Regions from separate parts of the Sus scrofa genome. Here all the other regions are linked to region 4. The links are chromatin contacts, called in public Hi-C and HiChIP or PLAC-seq maps. All regions are on one chromosome and are shown on one strand. The core of a region is the stretch at or near the end of the contact, and the rest is flanking DNA. Distances in the headings are between cores, read along the strand shown. Region 1 holds the start of LRRC51 (leucine-rich repeat-containing protein 51). Region 2 holds the start of ANAPC15 (anaphase-promoting complex subunit 15). Region 3 holds the start of NUP98 (nuclear pore complex protein Nup98-Nup96). Region 4 holds the start of LOC100523131 (short transient receptor potential channel 2-like).

Region 1 (2,700 bases), core at 30-2,529, 170 kb before region 4:
TATAACCAATTGCCTCTTCACCACTTCCAGGCTATCTCCAAGACAGGCGCCTGCAACACGTCTGCAGGTGAACTCATACTCTCTGGGTACTCCTGGATCTCTTCCGGTGTTCTCCCCTCTCCCCACCATTACGGAGGTCAGAAAACCAAGAGTTACCTTGAATACCCCTTCCATTTCCCATCCAGAATAAATACCTGTCAGCTTTGCTTCCTAAATGTCTTTTCTCTAGTCCGAGCTACCATCACTTCCTTTCTGCCTTCCCTCCCAGCCATTTTGCCTACTGCAACCAGAGTAATCCTGCAAAATGCAAATCTGATATTGTTCACTCCCCCCCACGACAGCCCATTTAAAAACTGTCCCTGGGACAGTTTAATCTACTACTTTGAACACATTCTTAAACTAGAGAGGCTGTAAGCTCAAGCTAGAGACTTAGCTGGAAGTTGGCAAACAGGGATCTAGTCCTAGCTGTCACTGACTTGGTGCGTGGCCTCTGTCACTACTTCTCACTAGGTTGGTTTTCCAGTCTGTGATATGGGATAAATATTCTTGGATTCACAAAGTTCAAAAGAAAGAGGCTGTGAAAGCACTAGGTAAGTTACTAGATGTAACGGATCTGTCATGAAGTCTGGAAAAGGAATGAAGCTCTAATTGCAGACCTTGGGGAGACGGACAACAGAGGAGGTGCAGGGAGAAGAGGTAAAGACAGGACCCCTCCTAAGTATGTGTGGAAGATCCTGCTGACTCTCTGAAAAGGAGGCTCTACTCTGGGTCTTCCTGCCTGGAAGGAAAGGGGCCGTTCAAGCCCCAGAAATTTTCCTACATCCCCAGAATTAGAGACTTTTGATTTGCTCTAATCCCACTCCCATGTCTTGCAGAGGGTCTTCTGTTGATCAGAGGAAAACCAACCCTATATCTGAAGAAGTTTCAGATCTTCCAGAATGTGTCAGGGACTTGAGACAGTAGTATTAGGGGGTCCTATTCTGTGATGATGGCGATCTTAAGCACCCCCACATCTGTATGGGTATTTATCTCCGCCTTCCCCCCCCCCCCCACGAGCCCGTCTATCCCATATGGGTTTGTGCCTTGTCGTTGTGAAAAGGGTTAAGACGGGGTTGTCTCAGATCCCCGAGGAGAGAAGTTCTTAGTTTTTCCTGCGTGCCCCTCCCCGCTCAACTCACCCGCAAGTGCTTCCCCGCCAGCCTCAGCGTCCTACTATCGCAGCGTTACTCGGCGCAACTCCATGGTAACCACCTTCGCCTACAAGTCCCGGCTGGCGCGGTAGGCGCTACCGCGATACCTTCCGCGAGCTGCAGTTCGTGGCGGGTGGGGGCGCCAAGGCCGCGGGTGGTGCTGGGACTTGTAGTTGCTTTTGCCCTCAAGCCGCGGGCCGGGCTCCGGAAGTTGTGGCACCCTTTCTCCCTTCCCACTTCCTTTTCGCGGGTCCTCCAGCGTGCCCTGGGCGTGCGACGCCAGCCGACACGGACCAATCGCAGGGCGGCGCGAGGGGGCGGGGCCATAGTTTAAACTAATTGTGCGCTCGCCTCGCTGGCGCGAGCCCGTGGCGAAGGCGATCCCGGGTAGGCGAGAGGCGGAGCGGGAGCGCGCGGCCAGGTAAGCGGCGCGGGCCCGCTGCTGGTGTGCGGCCTGGGCGCCCGCAGGGAAGCCGGGGCCTAAAGGGGGTGCTGAGAGACGGGTGCGAACGGAAGGCCTCGTTCCTCACCGAGGCTGAGTGGGGAGAGTCTGTCGCGGGTAAGGGTTGTGAGGAGAGGGCCTTGTCCGAGGGGAGGCGGCGGACGTGCTTCGGGGGAGGGCCTGCTCGGGGGCGTGTCCGTGGCATCGAGTCTGCGGGCGACGGGGTGCGGGTGGTGCAGCTTCCTCAAAGCCTGTGGCCGCGGCTTCCTGTAGTAATGGTCCTCGCCCGTTACTGCTAACAATAGCGGTAGTACTACTAGTAAACAGTTCCCGAGCACCGACGACGTTTCAGAGGCTGTGCCACGCCCGTTATGTGGATCCTCTTTTAAACAGTCCCGCAGCTTTGTCACACTTTACTACAGCGGGGCCCTTCTGAGGTTTATGTTCGGCTTGGCCGGGGTTGTATAACCAGTGCGTGGTTGGCTCCACTGGCGTCTTTGTGGGTGGGGCCTGAGTGGGAAGGAGGTGCTTTATTGGCAGTGAGGGTTGTCTCGGACGAGTCAATTTATTGTGAGCCTCACTTTTTCACGTGTGGTGTAAACAACGAGTTTACGTGCCCTTACCTACTTTCCTGGGGTTGTTGGACGGGGGGTGGGGGGTGTGCGGGTCAAATTAGGTAAAGTGTTTCTTTGAAGCGTCTCGGAGAGTACACATTCATGACCATAAGTGATGTGACCGTGTGAAGGTTATTGGTGCAAGAGAGCTCCTCTGGGTGGATGCTGCCCCTTCTGGGCCCCCTCTTTTGCTCACCCCTAAGGTAGCGTTTTTCATCTGGTGTTCGGAGTGTCTGCGCATTTGTCTGCCCTACTAGATAGAGACGGAATATTTTGCCCCTGTATCCTGATGCCTGTGCAGAGTGTGAAATGTATTGTGGCCATTAGTTAACATATGCTTTGAAATGAATGAGCTTTTTTGGGCTGAAAGGGGATAGGAACCTGGCTTTCCCATCTTTATTTAGTGGCTTTTGCATCTCTGTATTAAGTTAGCCTCGTGCCCAGAGTGGCACTG
Region 2 (2,700 bases), core at 188-2,687, 200 kb before region 4:
TCGGGTAAAGGCCAAGGTCCTTATTTTGATCTGCAAACCTGTCTGGCTCCTGTCTCTGCCCCCTTCTTTTCCCACTCTCCCCGTAGAACGCTATGGTCTAGCCATTCTAGGCCTTTTGCACTTGCTGTTTTCTGAGGCTCTTCCCAGAGTATCAGAACAGTGCCCCTCTTTTTTTCTTCCAATCTTTTACTCAAAGTCACCTTCCCAGTAAGGTCTTCCTTGGCCCCCCCCAAAATAAAATAAAACATCTTTCCTGCCAATATTTTATTCCCACTTCCCTGATTCTTTTCCTCCTTAGTATTTACTGCCGTCTTAAAACTATATATTTTAATTTCCTGTCTTCTCTCTCTCTCATTGAAATGGAAGTACTGTGAGGAGTTTTTTGGTTTGTTTTGTTCACTATTGTGTACACTTTATTAGAGTAGCGGCAGGCATACAGTAAGGTATTCAGCAGGTATGGGTTGAATGAATGAAATGAATGAATGAAATTGTGGACACTTGCAACAGGCAAGTTTTACTCTTAATGAAAAAGCTGTAACAACCAGAGCTGCTCAGCAACAGTGACAGCTGACATGCACAGTACACTACCTCTTAACACGTGTTATCTCAAATCTTCACATTAGTCTGAAGGCTGGGCAGAGATGATGACGCTGGTTGAAGAGGAAACTGAGTCCTGATAAGGCGACAGAGCTTATGAAGGGTCACCCAGCAGGTTGGGGGAAGAGTGGAACTGTGGAACTGGAAAGACTCTGGGAGTTCCCGTCGTGGCGCAGCGGAAACGAATCCGACTAGGAACCATAAGGTTGCGGGTTTGATCCCTGACCTCGCTCAGTGGGTTAAGGATCTGGCGTTGCCATGAACTGTAGTGTAGGTCGCAGAAGCGGCTTGGATCTGGCGTTACTGTGGCTCTGGCGTAGGCCGGTGGCTACAGCTCCGATTAGACCCCTAGCCTGGGAAGCTCCATATGCCGTGGGTGTGGCCCTAAAAAGACAAAAGGCAAAAAAAAAAAAGAGACAGAGTCTTGGGGGTGATGGAATTTAACAAGGGTTAGATTTGAAGGACTTTGCTGCTTGAAGGCATCAGCAGGTCTGAAGGGCATGCTCACTGGGAAGCTGAGTCAGAAGTCTCTACAGAACAGAAGGTGGGAGTGATGTGCCAGGGCTGACCACTAAACATATTTGGCCCAGGCCTGGAGAGGGCAGCTGAATGTCTCAGTAGCAGAATGCTGACCCTAAGATTGAGTAATCACTCAGTCCCTTACAAAATCTCCAATGCAGAACTGGACAGGCAATCTTTTGTTTTTGCTTTTTAGGGCCACTGATGCAGAGCAAAGTTCCCAGGCTAGGGGTAAGATGGGAGCTACCAATGCCAGCCTACAGCACAGCCACAGCAATGCAGGATCCCAGCTCACCACAGCTCACAGTAACACCAGATCCTTCACCCACTGAGCGAGGGCAGGGATCCAACGCGAATCCTCATGGATACTAGCTGGGTTCACTTCCACTGAGCCATAATGGGAACTCCTTGGACAGGCAATCTTAAGGGAATGGTGAGTCCACTACAGGGCTGCAGACTACAGACTAACTGCAGAGGTCTTTGAGGGAAGAGACCATGTTCCTAGATTTATCTCCAGCTTCCAGGAGGGCCTGGAATATTGAATATAATAGGGACTCAAGTATTTCTGGTGAAGGCATACGTGTATGAATGTATGCGCCCAACAGGAAACTGAGGGCGAGAGCAGCTAGACAGGTGGGGGATAAAACCACTTAGCGACTCCGGGGTAGAAGCGGACTAAATTTCTTGGGACGCAGCCGGAAAATGTGCCATTCCTAACGCTGGAGGCCGCCAGCTGTTTTTCATGAAGTTTTGCATTGCAAATACCGCCTGAAGCCAGACGGGGCGGGGCCGAGACGAAGAAGCCGATTGGCTGAGGCTGAAGGCGGGGCCATGCAGCGGCTCGCCAAAGGTCGGCCCAACACGTGACTAACGTGTGAGCGTCACTTCCCGTCTGGTGGGCGGGAGAGAGAAAACAAAAGAAGACCAAAGACGCATGCGTGCGGTGTGTCCCGAGTTCTGGCGGGTTCTTCCGCTCTGGCAAAGAGAAGTGCTTCCGGGTTGCCGCCGGCTGCCGCCTCCCGGCGCGGTAAGTACAGAAGGAAGGCTGCGGCTGCTGTCTCCTTACCCCTTCTTTCCTCCCTCCTCCAGAGAAACTCTGTTCACCGCACCCACCTCCTCAGGAGCTCGCTGTTCACACTCCCGTTAACATTAAAGAGCTCCAGCTCATTGGCCGCTTTCTCGCGGTTAAGCCCCACCCCGTCACACCGATCCGCCACTCATTGGTGTCACTTCCTGTCACTCAACAGTTCTTCCAGGTCACGGGGTTTCTTCAATTTAGTGATTAACCCTATAGGTGCAAATACCTGGTCGAATCCCGCCCCTGTCTTCTCCCTGTTGGTCAACTCCGCGGTTATTATCATAACAAACAAAGAATGGCTGGTAGTTTGGCGGCGAGGGTTTGGGTTTAAGGAGCCGAGCTCTCTGGCCCTTTGGTACCTGAGGAACGGGAGCGTGGGTTCCGTGGGCCGTGTTAAAGGGGCCGGGCAGCCGAGGTCCACGGAGGGGCAGCGGCTGGCCCCGGATCAGTCAAATAACTTAGGGCAAAAGCAGAATTAGACGTAGGTCCTTTTCTCCTGGTCATGT
Region 3 (2,700 bases), core at 90-2,589, 170 kb after region 4:
TCCTAGTCGGATTCGTTAACCACTGAGGCACGACGGGAACTCCATAACAAGTGGCCGCACCTGCGGCATACTCTAGGTCCTGAGCTAGAGGTGGAGCCACAGCCACTGTAGAAGCAACGCTGAGTAGTTATGTTGTGAGCCACAGGGGAAGTCCTTTATTTTTATTTTTGTCATCACTGACATTCTTTAACCAACTTTTTTTCCCCTGCATCTGCGACATGCAGAAGTCCCTGGGCCAGGGATCCAACCCCACAGCAGCATCCTCTGGAGCCACAGCAGTAATAATGCCGGATCCTTCAGCATGTGCCTTACCATGAACAGAGCTGGTAGCAACTCCATCAGAAACGCTACTGAAGACTATGTCTGCTTCTAACTACCCAGGGTCCCCACCTTAACCCCCTCCACCATTCCAAAGGGAGTCCTCAGTACTGGTAGGCTAGAACCCAGGAAGGGTGGTGCAGGAGAAAAATTTCTAGACTGAGTCAGACCTGATAATTGGTTAACTCTGTTTCTTCTCTGAGCCTCAGTTTCTCCACCTAAAAAACTTGCACGTGACTTACGGTAAGGGGATTGGCTTAATTTCTAATGTCCTTATGTCCATAGTAATCCAGACACCTCAGATGTCTCCTCGTCAAGCTTCACAGGGAACACGTGGGAGAACAGAAAATAAGCTTTCACACCATTAAGCCGACCTTAGTTCTCATTGTTTGAAAAAGCTAGAAACTCCCGACCCACTCACCCTCCCCTAGAGCTGCAAATTTCCCCTCGGAGGAACCAAGGCAAATAAAGTCCATCCCTCGCGAGGGTCAGGGAAGTGCTGGGGGAGCCGTATTCAGCGTTTCAGGGCGCTGCCCTCCCAAAGGGCCGGCCCACCTAAACACCGCCGGGCCAATGAATGAGTACAACCAACTGCAGGTTCGTCCCCTCCACGCAGGCTGCAGCGCGGGACCCCTGGGCCCAGACCCCACCGACAGCGACTCCCTCCCGGAGCCCCGAGCGCGGACCTCGGGGCCCCGCCCCCTCCCTCGGGGCCGAAGGTGCGCGCAGGGGCGCGAGACTTCAGCGCAGCGAGGGCCTGGGACGCCCCGCGCACCGGCCCGCCCTGAGGGGAGGAGGAGCCTGCGGGTCCCGGCCACCACCGCCACCCCGGCTCCCGACTTACCGCGGTGCTGTGGGGGAGGGGAAGTGTCAGGAGTGAGGGCCTAGGCCCGTCCGCCACCCGCCGCTCCGAGAGCAGCGCGCGGCCGCCACGAAACCGTCGCCGCCTCCGCCGCCACCACCGACACCGACCGCCGCTCGGGGCGCAGCGCGCAGAGGGCCCGACTGCGTCACACGCCGCCCGCCGTCAGAGGCTCGCTGCGACCGCTCCGCCCCCGCTGTCTTCCCATTGGTAGATGCCGCCGCCACTCTAGGGCCTCCCTGTTACTCATTGGACCACGGGCCTTTTGAAACCGAACGTGAGGGCTGTCTTCGGGAAACTGGGAGAGGGGGAAGAGGAGGGACACAGGAACTAGGGGGAGGAAAGGGGAGGGGCGGTGGGAGGGACCCAGAGTCCCGCCCCTCGTCGCTGTGGTTGGCTGGGAGCGAGTCGTGACGTCACACAGGGCTCCTCGAAGTGGGCTGGTGAGTGGCTACATCGGGCGGGGTTGGGAGAAGAGTGATGACGTTATACCAAGGCTCCGCCCCCTCCTTTGGAGCAGAGAGACTCCGGCGGCTGAGGCTGGGGCCAATCAGAGTGAAGACTCCAGGATGGCATGGTAACTATTCTACCCTTTCCCTGCCCCAGTCAGCCGGAGGTGATGGGAAAGCACCCCAGTCGTCCTGCCCTCATTTCCTGGCCAGACCACGTGCGCAGATGGAGGGCTCTCCTAGGAGGTCTGTCGCGCGTAGTTCACCTGCAGCTGCTCCGAGGCCCCGAAACCGGGCCTCCTTGTCTGCTGACCCATGCTAACCCCAACACTACCGTCCCCTCCTTGTTTCCCTAGAATAGACGTTAGCATTAGAGATGCCATAGGGCATGGCTCAACTTAAGGTTTGGTACAAAGAACAGTTCTGGTACTTGTTTCCCACCTGCACTTTAGGAAGCTCTACTTATTCATAAAGTCCTGGTTGAAATGTTCCCACCTTCTCTGGGATACATTTGCCTATCTCTCCCAGTGAGTTGGGGGTAACGCTTGGGCAGGCCTCTGTTACAGCCTTGTTACTTTGTATTCTGTTATTTACTTTCCTATCTTTTGTGCAGGGCTCTTGAAGGTCAGTTTTATTTTCACACTGGTGTTCCTTTCCTCCAGGGCCTAACTTGCAGCAGAAGCCTGCAAGAGGGTGGGTAGAGTCTGTTCTAGAAAGTAGATCTAGTGACTAAGGGTCCCACATAAAATAGCCGAGACTGTGCTCAGAAAGCAAAACCTTGAGATTTACCACGCGGCCACCCCCTTCTGGGACATTAATAGATTGAAATAGGCGCTGCCCAAAACATACATAAATCACTCTGTGTTTTCAGTGGTGGCAAGGGATTAGTCAAAAAGTGGCGTGGTCCTAAAGATAAAATAATGGGTAAGAGAAACGAAATAAATGTTCAGTAGATGCTTGAGGGGACAGAGAAAGAAATCTATGGATGGTCAAATAGTAAAGCTGAACCTCTGACTCCAGACACCTTCCCCCAACTCCTCCAGCTCCTCCATTCAAACCTCAGTCCCTACC
Region 4 (2,700 bases), core at 48-2,547:
CTCCCACTGGCTCCACGCCCCACAATCAATCCCCTTCTCCTCCTCCTCCTGCCTCTGTCCGTACGCTGTCTTGTGCAAGACCACAAGCACCCCTAGCCAGGAATGCTCCTTTGGCCTCGCAATCTTCTCCCTCTCCTTTCTCCACTTCCCTCTCTGCTTCTCAGCGCTGTCCCTTCATTCCCTTCAAACCAACGTCTCCTTCCTCCCAGGGGTTTCCTTCAAGGACCACTGGTAATTAACCACACCAGTTGTTAAATGTCTGCTATGTAGGAAAAGGGGACACAGACCCTCAGGAGCTCACGCTGGAAGCAGGCGTAAGTCTACAGGAGAAAGAGAGAGCCAGAGAATCACTTATCCCTTAAGCTCCTCTCCCCTGGGAAGCGGTTCCTGGCCCCAAGTGAACTGGTCCCCTCTTCTCAGTGCCAACAGTACACCTCTGATGCAATGACGACTAGTGTGTGTCTCTCACCTTCGGACTGTGGACTCTCCAATGGGAGGTCCCTCGTGTCCGTAGCACTCAGCCCAGGACTCGGCACAAAGATGATACTTAATGTTTGTTAAGTGAGTGAATGAATGAATTCCGCGCTATAATCGTTTACTCATCCATTCGTGGACCAAAACTTTACTGTGCCCACATTGTGTACAAAGTTCTAGAACACAGAGAGCTCTTACATAAAAATAACTCCAAGCTACAGTCCTAGTGGATCCGCACTCTTCCCGGGGCGCGTCCCCACCCCCGACTCCAAACCTCTCGCCCAAGAAGACTCCACTTCCTCGAAGTCCACGCCCCTCCAACTCAAACCACCTGGCAGCCCTTTTGCCGCCCCAGGACCCCCAGCTAGTAACCTCGATTCTTAACACCCCCACCTCTCCGACTCCTCTCCCCGCTCTCCATCGCTACCCCTGTACCGCAAGCCTTCCACCTCATGACCGCCTCCGAGCCCCTGAGTCCAGGAGTCGAGGGTACCTCAGATTTCCCTCTCCGCGCACCCGCTCTCCAGTCGGCTCCTTTCCTCTCAGGATCCCAGCTCTCCTAGGACCCCTCACTCCCGATGCCGCCTCTCCCCTCCCTTAACTTTCGGGTTGAGTCTCTCCTCTTCTTGACTCTCAACTCTTCTTACCTCGTCCAGCTCCCGTTCCCCGGCAGCACCTGCTCCAACATCCACCTCCACCACTGCCGCCATCTTCAGAGCTCTCCCCTCCCCCCAGGCCCCGCGCGAGCCAGCTGCTTCCGCCGCTCAAGTGCTCTCAGCCAATCGGCGGCGCGGGCTCTGGCAGAGGGGGCGGGGCACCAAGAGAGGCGGAGACCTGACGAGAACTAAGAGACCGTCTACCTGCTACCCATTTAAAGGTCAAGAAGGATTGGAGCCCGTGCTCGTCTGGCTTCGGCGGGCGACGTTTCTTGCAAAATGAGAAATTGGGCTTGTACTATTTTCGGGGAAAATATTTCACCAATTTTCCCCTTTGGAGAGCCAAAGAAAAGGGTCCCTAAACCGTCCACTTTTGCGACGCTCCCTCACTCTGGGCCGCAGGACTGAAGCGTGGAGACTAAGGACTACGTTTCCCAGAATGCCTGGAAGCTAACCCGGAAGTTTAAATTTTGCTCTCTAGACAGGAGATTTGTAGTGAAATATACATAAACCACACGGATGTATTTTACTGGCTGTAGCATATGCCTCCTCCCCTCGGCGGGACTCGTTTTCCAGAAACTGCGGCTTCTTGAGGCCCCAGAACGAATTTCCGGGCGCAAGAGGTGGAAGAGTGGTGCTGGGGGTCAGGAGGCGGAGGTCAGAGGACAAAATTGGCGGGAGAATGGCTTCGTGGTCCACGATCTGAAGCAGCTGCGGCTCTTCGAGGTCCATTATCCCGGGTGAGGGGCGTTGGAGGTTGTTGATGGGAAGGGGAGTGGACGAAAGGGAGGGAGTGGGCAAAACAGCGGGTTCCGAGGAGTCTGGGAGGTAGCCGCGTGGCTTAGGCTTCTGAAAGCTGAGCACCGAAGAGCCTTGCGGGAACCTCCACAGCCCCCCAACTGCTTCTTAGGCTCTCACGCCCCGGGATCCACTTCACACACGTCTCCGTACTCTTTCCTACGCCCACAGTCTGCGTCCCCAGCTACTGTCTATTCTCTATGCTGCACTCCAGCTTCCTAACTCATTTCCAACACCCTGTTATTTGTGCATGGGAAACCAATACCTCGCAAGCCTGTGGTCCCTGCTCACACGCTCCCAGGACGCCCACGGATAGGGCCAGGATGTCGTGTGGGCTCACAGAGTATTAGGACAATCAACTTTATCTGGGACCAACGGGAAGTTACAGAGTACTGTTTACACCGCGTACAGGCATCTCATCTATTTTAAATGGGAATTACACTTACGTGAAACTTAATACAGAGACTGTTAGTAACACTGTATACTCATCACCCCAAATTGACAACCGACATCACGATCTGTATCCTCTTTTTTTTTTTTAATGATACAATGAGAGAGAAAATTTGAACTTACCTGTGTCTTCTACTGTCAGACTCATTACCCTTTTTTCCTCCCCAGAAGCAACTACTATAATTAGCTGTGTATTTTCCTCACCTGTTGAAAACAATCATGTGTACTTACCGGCAGTATTTTTATCATTTTCTTTTTCAACGAACATAAGTGCTGTTTTTCTACGTATCATTCTATAACTTATTCTTTAACTTATTTTTTG

The links. Hi-C and Micro-C count contacts between places; a contact is called where the count stands out from the background. HiChIP or PLAC-seq counts read pairs in DNA pulled down with a chosen protein or histone mark.
Region 1: a Hi-C map of embryonic fibroblasts shows a contact between it and region 4, with 1.8 times the contacts expected there. The contact joins the promoter of LRRC51 here to the promoter of LOC100523131 in region 4. A contact is called at or near these places in 3 of 47 Hi-C or Micro-C datasets (embryonic fibroblasts, heart right ventricle and liver) and 2 of 2 datasets of contacts at active chromatin or transcription factors (alveolar macrophages and skeletal muscle).
Region 2: an H3K27ac HiChIP or PLAC-seq map of skeletal muscle shows a contact between it and region 4. The contact joins the promoter of ANAPC15 here to the promoter of LOC100523131 in region 4. A contact is called at or near these places in 1 of 47 Hi-C or Micro-C datasets (heart right ventricle) and 2 of 2 datasets of contacts at active chromatin or transcription factors (alveolar macrophages and skeletal muscle).
Region 3: a contact with region 4 is called in a Hi-C map of heart right ventricle, with 4 times the contacts expected there. The contact joins the promoter of NUP98 here to the promoter of LOC100523131 in region 4. A contact is called at or near these places in 1 of 5 promoter capture datasets (fetal liver), 5 of 47 Hi-C or Micro-C datasets (fetal heart ventricle, heart right ventricle, liver and 1 more) and 1 of 2 datasets of contacts at active chromatin or transcription factors (alveolar macrophages).

Annotation. Positions count from the first base shown.
Region 1 is chr9:6,661,701-6,664,400 of Sscrofa11.1, reverse strand. LRRC51 (leucine-rich repeat-containing protein 51) reads right to left here and starts at 1,279. Exons shown (of 6, transcript NM_001282115.1): 1 at 1,179-1,279. NUMA1 (nuclear mitotic apparatus protein 1) reads left to right here and starts at 1,435. Exons shown (of 26, transcript XM_005653665.3): 1 at 1,435-1,611. It overlaps LOC102158722 (a long non-coding RNA gene), which reads left to right. Exons shown (of 4, transcript XR_297536.2): 4 at 31-678.
Region 2 is chr9:6,688,650-6,691,349 of Sscrofa11.1, reverse strand. It overlaps ANAPC15 (anaphase-promoting complex subunit 15), which reads left to right and starts at 1,437. Exons shown (of 5, transcript XM_013999278.2): 1 at 1,437-2,143. The coding sequence starts at 2,051.
Region 3 is chr9:6,318,255-6,320,954 of Sscrofa11.1, reverse strand. It overlaps NUP98 (nuclear pore complex protein Nup98-Nup96), which reads right to left and starts at 1,339. Exons shown (of 34, transcript XM_021062427.1): 1 at 1,163-1,339. It overlaps PGAP2 (post-GPI attachment to proteins factor 2), which reads left to right and starts at 1,656. Exons shown (of 7, transcript XM_021062450.1): 1 at 1,656-1,757.
Region 4 is chr9:6,487,304-6,490,003 of Sscrofa11.1, reverse strand. It overlaps LOC100523131 (short transient receptor potential channel 2-like), which reads left to right and starts at 1,297. Exons shown (of 25, transcript XM_021062471.1): 1 at 1,297-1,870. It overlaps RNF121 (RING finger protein 121), which reads right to left and starts at 1,248. Exons shown (of 9, transcript XM_003129616.4): 1 at 1,122-1,248. The coding sequence starts at 1,184.